2 separate regions of the Mus musculus genome follow, and region 2 is linked to region 1. The links are chromatin contacts, called in public promoter capture Hi-C maps. All regions are on one chromosome and are shown on one strand. The core of a region is the stretch at or near the end of the contact, and the rest is flanking DNA. Distances in the headings are between cores, read along the strand shown.

Region 1 (3,260 bases), core at 421-2,920:
GCCAGTGCTAGTTGTGCTTTCATATCTAAGACAATCACGAGCTGACTAGCCAGGTCATCATGGTGTCTCCTCAGTTCTCATTTTTATGACAGTGATAATTGTAGTGTGGCTTGGTGCCTGAGGTGTGCCACACATGGCTCTAAGAGCTTTATGCATATGATGTGAGCCATTGGATATACATATGCATATCACATAAGAATAGCATCTCACGTGAAAATTCCTTCAAAGCAGCTCCTAATTTTTATAATAGTCCAACCACATTATCACTATCACACTCTTCAATTTGCAGTCGAGGAAACTGAGGGCATGTCATAGGCCATGCCTAATGTCCTCCAGCTCATCAGGGATGTGAGAGGAGAAACAAGCAGATTAACTGAGTGTAGTGGTCAGAGTCCTCCCCTGTCTTTAAAAAACAAAAACAAAAACAAAAGAACTCCATCATAATCCCAGGGTAGACTGTGCTCAGAGAGAGGATATGCCAGGAGTAAGGAATTATGCCCAGTTAACAGATTCAATGACACAAAAACTCTTGGGCCATTGCAAGAACTTATAAATGAAGTACCAGTCAGATCTTAGCTTAGGTCCTCATTTCTATATCACTAACCCATTCCTGGAGCATGGGGTGGCTTTAAGTGGAAGGATATTTGACTTCTGAGTCATTTTACCCTTAAAGAATATAAAATACAAGTAGGTAACCTATCAAATCCATACCTGTAGATGGTAGGACCCACAGACCTGGCTTCCATGCATCAGCAGAACTTCGTAGGCCTTCCTCCAAGCCAGCCTGCAGCTCCATCTGGTTGGCTATGTTCATATGTGCTGCTTTGCTTACTGATAAACTTACTGAAAGTCAGGCCTAAAGGTGACCTTTCAGAGGCAATGTGTTTGGATATGAGTCAAAACAGGATGAAAGCAGAAGTTGAAATAATGCAGCCATTTAGCCCTGCACCCACTAGCCACAGGTGTTGCCTGCATGAGCTCTGAATGCTCACTTGGATCTATCTGGTCTTTATCTGTGGGGGATGGATTGTTGATTGAGGAGAGCCTAGACCCAAGGTGCAAAAAGAGCTAAATGAAGTGACCATAGGCCTGTAGTCTCATGCTGTTCTGTGGACATGCCATCAACTCTCCAGCTTTGCTCATTCTATCCCCCAAGTAAGAATGGGTGACCCACAGGGCTGGGGAGAATATGAGAAAGAAGGGATGGGTACAGTTTCTACTACAGACACCAATGGGGCTACTGAGCAGGTGCTAACTTTAGAAATGAAGTGGCTGTGGCATGCTAAAGAAAAAACAGGCCACAAAGGCCTGCTCTTCGAGCTAGGTAACATGTGGCCAGTAACCTCTGTCTGGGTTCCTGTCCTTACATGATACATTTGTATATTCACTTCTCCATCCCTACTCATTCCCCAGGTATCAGCAAATATTTGGATTTTCCTTTTCTCCTCTTACCAAGTGGAGTTTGTATTTAGATGGGCCAAAGGTAGTAAGAAAGCCTCACATTGCCTCTCCTTTGTGTCAGTAACACTGAGATGGTCCAGCTGGAGCTGGTCTTGATTGGGAAAGAGTGTGCTTATCCTCTGTGGGAATGTTCCTTTGAGTCATGAAGTCCACATAATCCACCACAAGGCAGATTTTGATATATTCTGTTTTAATATGTGAATGAGCCAAGCTCTAGTTAGTTAAAAGAAGCCTTGCTTCAAATCACAGATCTCTAAAGTGGTGGTGTGTGGGTCAGCCCAGCTGATTTCAAATGCTCTGAGTTCCTCATGGCCAGCACAGATGTACTCTGTGACTCTCATTACTGACCATGGCCCTCCTTCCTTAGCCTCTTTCCTGCCTCGTTCATTATATGGCAGTATCTAAATGTTTAGATTTCTGAAAAAGGAATGAAATTCTACTTTGTATACAAGGTAAAGTCCTAATGGGTTTGTACCATCCTCTCATTTTGCTTCCACATTACATGCTACATGTATAAGTCTGCCTAAACAGGTAGCTTAAACGTTTGTCAAAATGTCTGCCATACAGTTTGTCAAAAAGTTTAGTCTCTTTTTAAATAAATAAAAAAACCACACATGCAATTTTTTATAAACCCATGGCTCTGAGAAGGCTTGAAGATGTCTCTGAGAAGAAAACCTGTAATCCCACCTCAGATATTTATTTCCCTGTAGAGATCAGAGTTCAGGGAAGACAGTGGGGCCCTAAAGCCAAATTTGCTCACTATGGCCACACTGATGTTCCCTGGAGGTTTAAGCCAGGCTCTGTGTCTTCTATTGGTTTGTCCTTTGGTGATAAGGAGAAGGAACACATTTAATGTTCCTGAAACCCTTTGGCAGAAAACCAAGTACAAGGCTGTCCCGGCGAGAGTTCACTGTCATAACTGTGAAAACATGGCTGTTAAAAAAGCTCCATGAGAATCTGCCTCTGCAACTGTGAATCTGTAGCCCCCAGAATCCCTCTGTTTTTTTCCCCTGGAATGCCTGCATGCACAATGGACTTTTGTGTTTTCTTTATTTCTGTTTCCTTTTGTTCTTACACTATAAACGGTGGCTTTGTAATGTTTCACAGTTTTAATCTGGAGTGTACAATGTGACCACATCAAGCCACGAACACCATGGTGAGCACAGGCTCTAATTAAAGGGTCTATTCTTGTCATAGATATTGTATTTTAGGAGTCATTTTAACAGTTTTTCATATGGGGATACACCAATCAGTTTTTCTCTGCCTGGAATTCTCTGGGGACAGCACAGAGAACCCTAACATAGAGTCAGCTCCATTTTGTTTCCCACACATATGCCTAGAGTGTCTGGCAAGCTCCAGGCTGTGCCCAGGGCTGCCTGACACTGAATACCCCCCGTGCTCAGTTTTCTAGGGGCTCACAGCCAGGTAAGGGCATCCTCTGACAGTCATATGGATGTGCCAGGGCAACTTTCAGACACTGCTTCAAAGGAAAACTTCAAGTAAAGGCTAGCAAAGCACAGAGTCTCTTCCAGAGGCTGGAGTTGCTGAGGGTAGCAGAGGTGAGGAGAGATCCAGTGTGACTAGGCAGAGGGACAGCTCATGCTGAGGCTCCTAGGTCTGGGAAAGACCTGTCGCTCTCAGCTGAGGGAGCTGAGGGAGTAAGCGGCTGTTTCCTAGTTGGGTAGGTACATCAGGCCAGGAACCATGTGTTTCTGTATCAGGAGCATCCCCTGCCCATCATGGTTACAGAATAGGAAGTTCTTAGTTTGGGTGGGCATGAAAGGCGGCATACCCTCAGG
Region 2 (3,192 bases), core at 468-2,967, 120 kb before region 1:
CAAATCCATTTATGAGTGTGTGTATAGTTCTCCCATATGCCCATATGTATGGTGTGGGGCAAACTGAATCATCATATAAAAGCATGCTGTAAGCTAGTTCTGATTCCAGGGCAGGAGGAGCCACAGGGGATAATGCACATGCCCTTTTCTGTCCAGTTTAGGTTGGATCCTTAGTACCTAGACACACTCTCCTCTTACGTGAAAGGGGCTAGAGAGCCAATACTAAGAGGGCAAGCTGCTGACTTCTGTATGCTTTCCTGCCCTGACATGTTTACAAGGTCCAGAAGCAAAGGGGAAATATGAAGGCAATCTTCTCTGGCTATGAGTCTTCAGATAGGTGACTTTGATTGAACTTATTAGCCTCTTTGAATTGATATTTCACAGTGTCAAGAACAGAAATCATTAAGGGAAGTCCTCTGTGTTATCAGCAAGTTTCAATGAGTAAATGTGTGGCAAATATTGAGAACAATGGGTAGTATGTAGAACACAATAAAAGGATGATGACAGAAAATTCTACCTCTAAAATAGGTAACAACCTCATTATCACTTAGGAAAAAAAATATTTCTTTAGCTTACAAACTCTTTAACGTTTACCACTACTAAATAGATCCCCATTTCTGAATGGCTGGTCGACTTCTGTCTTCAGATGAGAAAACTGAGTTAACTTTCTTCATAGACACTGAGGCTGTAAAGTAGGTCACTGAAACAAAAAAGATTTGTCCTGGGTCCAGGGACTACTGTGGCCTTACCACAGTCACTGGGTGACTGCTAGAGGTCACCCAGGCCATGGGAGGGTGATCCACTTGTTTGTTTGATGCACATATTCTGTTAGGTCTGGCGTAGACTTCAAAAGAGTCTTCTAAGGGCCATGAGAACATCTTTCCATCTTACTTTTTGAGACAACAGACAAGTCACTCTACGGTCCCTACCAACTCCCATGAACCCTAGGGAGAGAGAGGCCCAGATTTTGGCTAATTGTCCTAAGAACTTGGCCAGCAGCAGATTCAGTGACCTGCCCAGCTATGGCTTGAAAGATTGGCTGGCCTTGTCCCATCCCTACGGGATGAATTGAGGGCTACCATCTCCCTGCAAAAGTAAGACTTCTCAAATTACATTCCTGATCAACAAGAACCCAAGTTTAGCCCTTTATAGAATATGGGGTGAGAGGAGAAAGTGCCCAAGTTAATGAAATGACTTTCTTTTCTTTTCTTTTTTTTTTTTCCTTCTTTTTAAAATGATTTTCAATAGCAAAACAGAATGACACAACTATGGTCCTCACCTGGAAAATGTTTGGTGACTTGTGATATACAGATCAGTGGAACAAGAACACTTTTGGTATGTTTTAGGCAGAAATACCCAGGATAGTATCATTTGGCAAGGGTAAAATAATAGCTTATTCCTGTGTCCCCAATCCCATCCATCTGTCTGAAAGGATCCCAGCATCCCTAGGCTTGGCATCTGAGGAAGGACTTCATGATACTGGTTCTTCAGCTGATGCTTTTCCTTGGACAATCCCATCACAACTTCTGACAACTTGCCCAGGCTGGAGCCAGACTAGCTGGGCCAGGCTTTGCTTCCATTGTGAACAGTCAGAGATGTGTTTTCCTTGGAATGATGTAGAATGTCCCCAAGGAGGAACCCATTGTCTGAGCCTGAGCAGCACTCTCCTGGGCCATTACGATTGTCAAAACAGGAACAGAAACTGGGAATTCAGAATCGAGTAGGAAGTAGATGAAATAAGGCTCAATTGTGAAGTCCTGGACCACAAAGGGCTGGCTGCTTTGCAGCATGGAACTTTACCCTGAGCCACACACCCACCTAATTGGCAATCTCTTCGAAGTCAGGGTAAGATTCCAAGTCAGCAAAGATATCGTTAGGATTCCTGCAGCTCAGGTTGCAGAAGCAAGCATTAATCCATAGGACCTGCCGGGAGAAACCTGGCCCCTCTGGACACTGGAAATCCACACTGATGGTCTTGGACTTGTAGGGGATGCAACACCTATTGTCAGTACAGACTCCGCAGTACTTGGGTCGGTAGGTGCGTGTGCTGACACAGCCTGCGAGAGTGAAGTTCGTGGCCTCCTCTGGCTGGTACACAGCCAGGCATTTCTTCCCTGCCTTCAGGAAGGGAAAGGAGCCTTGGTTAGTACTGGTGATGTATAGCCACCATGCTCCCTCCAAACGCCAAATCCTCCCTTCCCATCATTGTGCATGGCAGGCGTCATCTTTGCTCCAGATTCACAGACTCTTTAAGTAATGAAGGACATCAGCCAACAAAACAAGACCTTGCCACATAACACATGTAAACCAAGGATTGCAGGAGGGCATTACCATGCTGAGCTCAGATATCACAGCTAGCAGTCTCCCTTCTCTCCTGATTTTTTTTTCCATTTTGGTACCCATGTGTCAGTGTCACCAGCACAAGAATCCTCTTTTAGCTAACCAAGCTCCCCAGCTAGCAAGCAGCTGAGCTGACATGGAATTCCATCATTAATCAGAGGCACATTTTGCTCTCATCTGTCCCATCTACCCCACCACCTCTCTTTCTCACAAATTCAGAATTGACGTTATTCAAATACAATTGTAGCCTTCTAGGAGGCTGTGGGCTCCTTGATACTCTGGCCTCTTTCTGTATCTCACTAATATAACCTTGAAGCTGGTCTACAGTAGGCAATTACTAAATGCCCTGTGCTAGTGTTAGGTTCTATTATCAGCATCCTAGCAGAGCTGGGCTCAGAACACATCCAGTGCGGGTAGAGCTTGCAGATTATCCAATCGGGGGAACAAACCTACCCAGGGTAGATGATGGTGGAGATGGGAGAGGAATCATGAGCTTCTAGCGAAGGGCCCAGACTTGTGATAGATTTTTAGAGCCCAGATTAGGGTCCTTGTTTTATTGTTCCTTATACTGGGTATTTCACACCCATACTTCCAATTAGGAGACATTCATAAAGGACCTGCTGGCACCAAAGGTTGGCACAGCAGAGTGTGAAGAGTAGAAAGGAAAGTATGCATCCATCAAAGATGACAAGGTGCTACGTTAAGGATAAGGAGCAAGCCCCATGTCTGATGATGGTGGTGGGAAACAGGGTTGTCCTGGTAACTGGCAGCCTTTCCTCAGCATCTGAAGAACCTACCCTGCTTCGTCCGCAAATAGAGCCAGGGATGAGCCCTGACAAGTTTTCTTTGCTT

The links. Capture Hi-C pulls out chosen DNA fragments and counts their contacts.
Region 2: a promoter capture Hi-C map of adipose tissue shows a contact between it and region 1. A contact is called at or near these places in 2 of 9 other capture datasets (adipose tissue and liver).

Annotation. Positions count from the first base shown.
Region 1 is chr15:66,796,276-66,799,535 of GRCm38.p6, reverse strand. All of the region lies in intron 41 of Tg (thyroglobulin), which reads right to left. All of the region lies in intron 3 of Sla (src-like adaptor), which reads left to right. Among named protein-coding and RNA genes, the nearest start is that of Sla, 34 kb to the left of the region's middle.
Region 2 is chr15:66,918,081-66,921,272 of GRCm38.p6, reverse strand. It overlaps Ccn4 (cellular communication network factor 4), which reads right to left. Exons shown (of 5, transcript NM_018865.3): 5 at 1-2,118. The coding sequence ends at 1,819. Among named protein-coding and RNA genes, the nearest start is that of Ccn4, 28 kb to the right of the region's middle.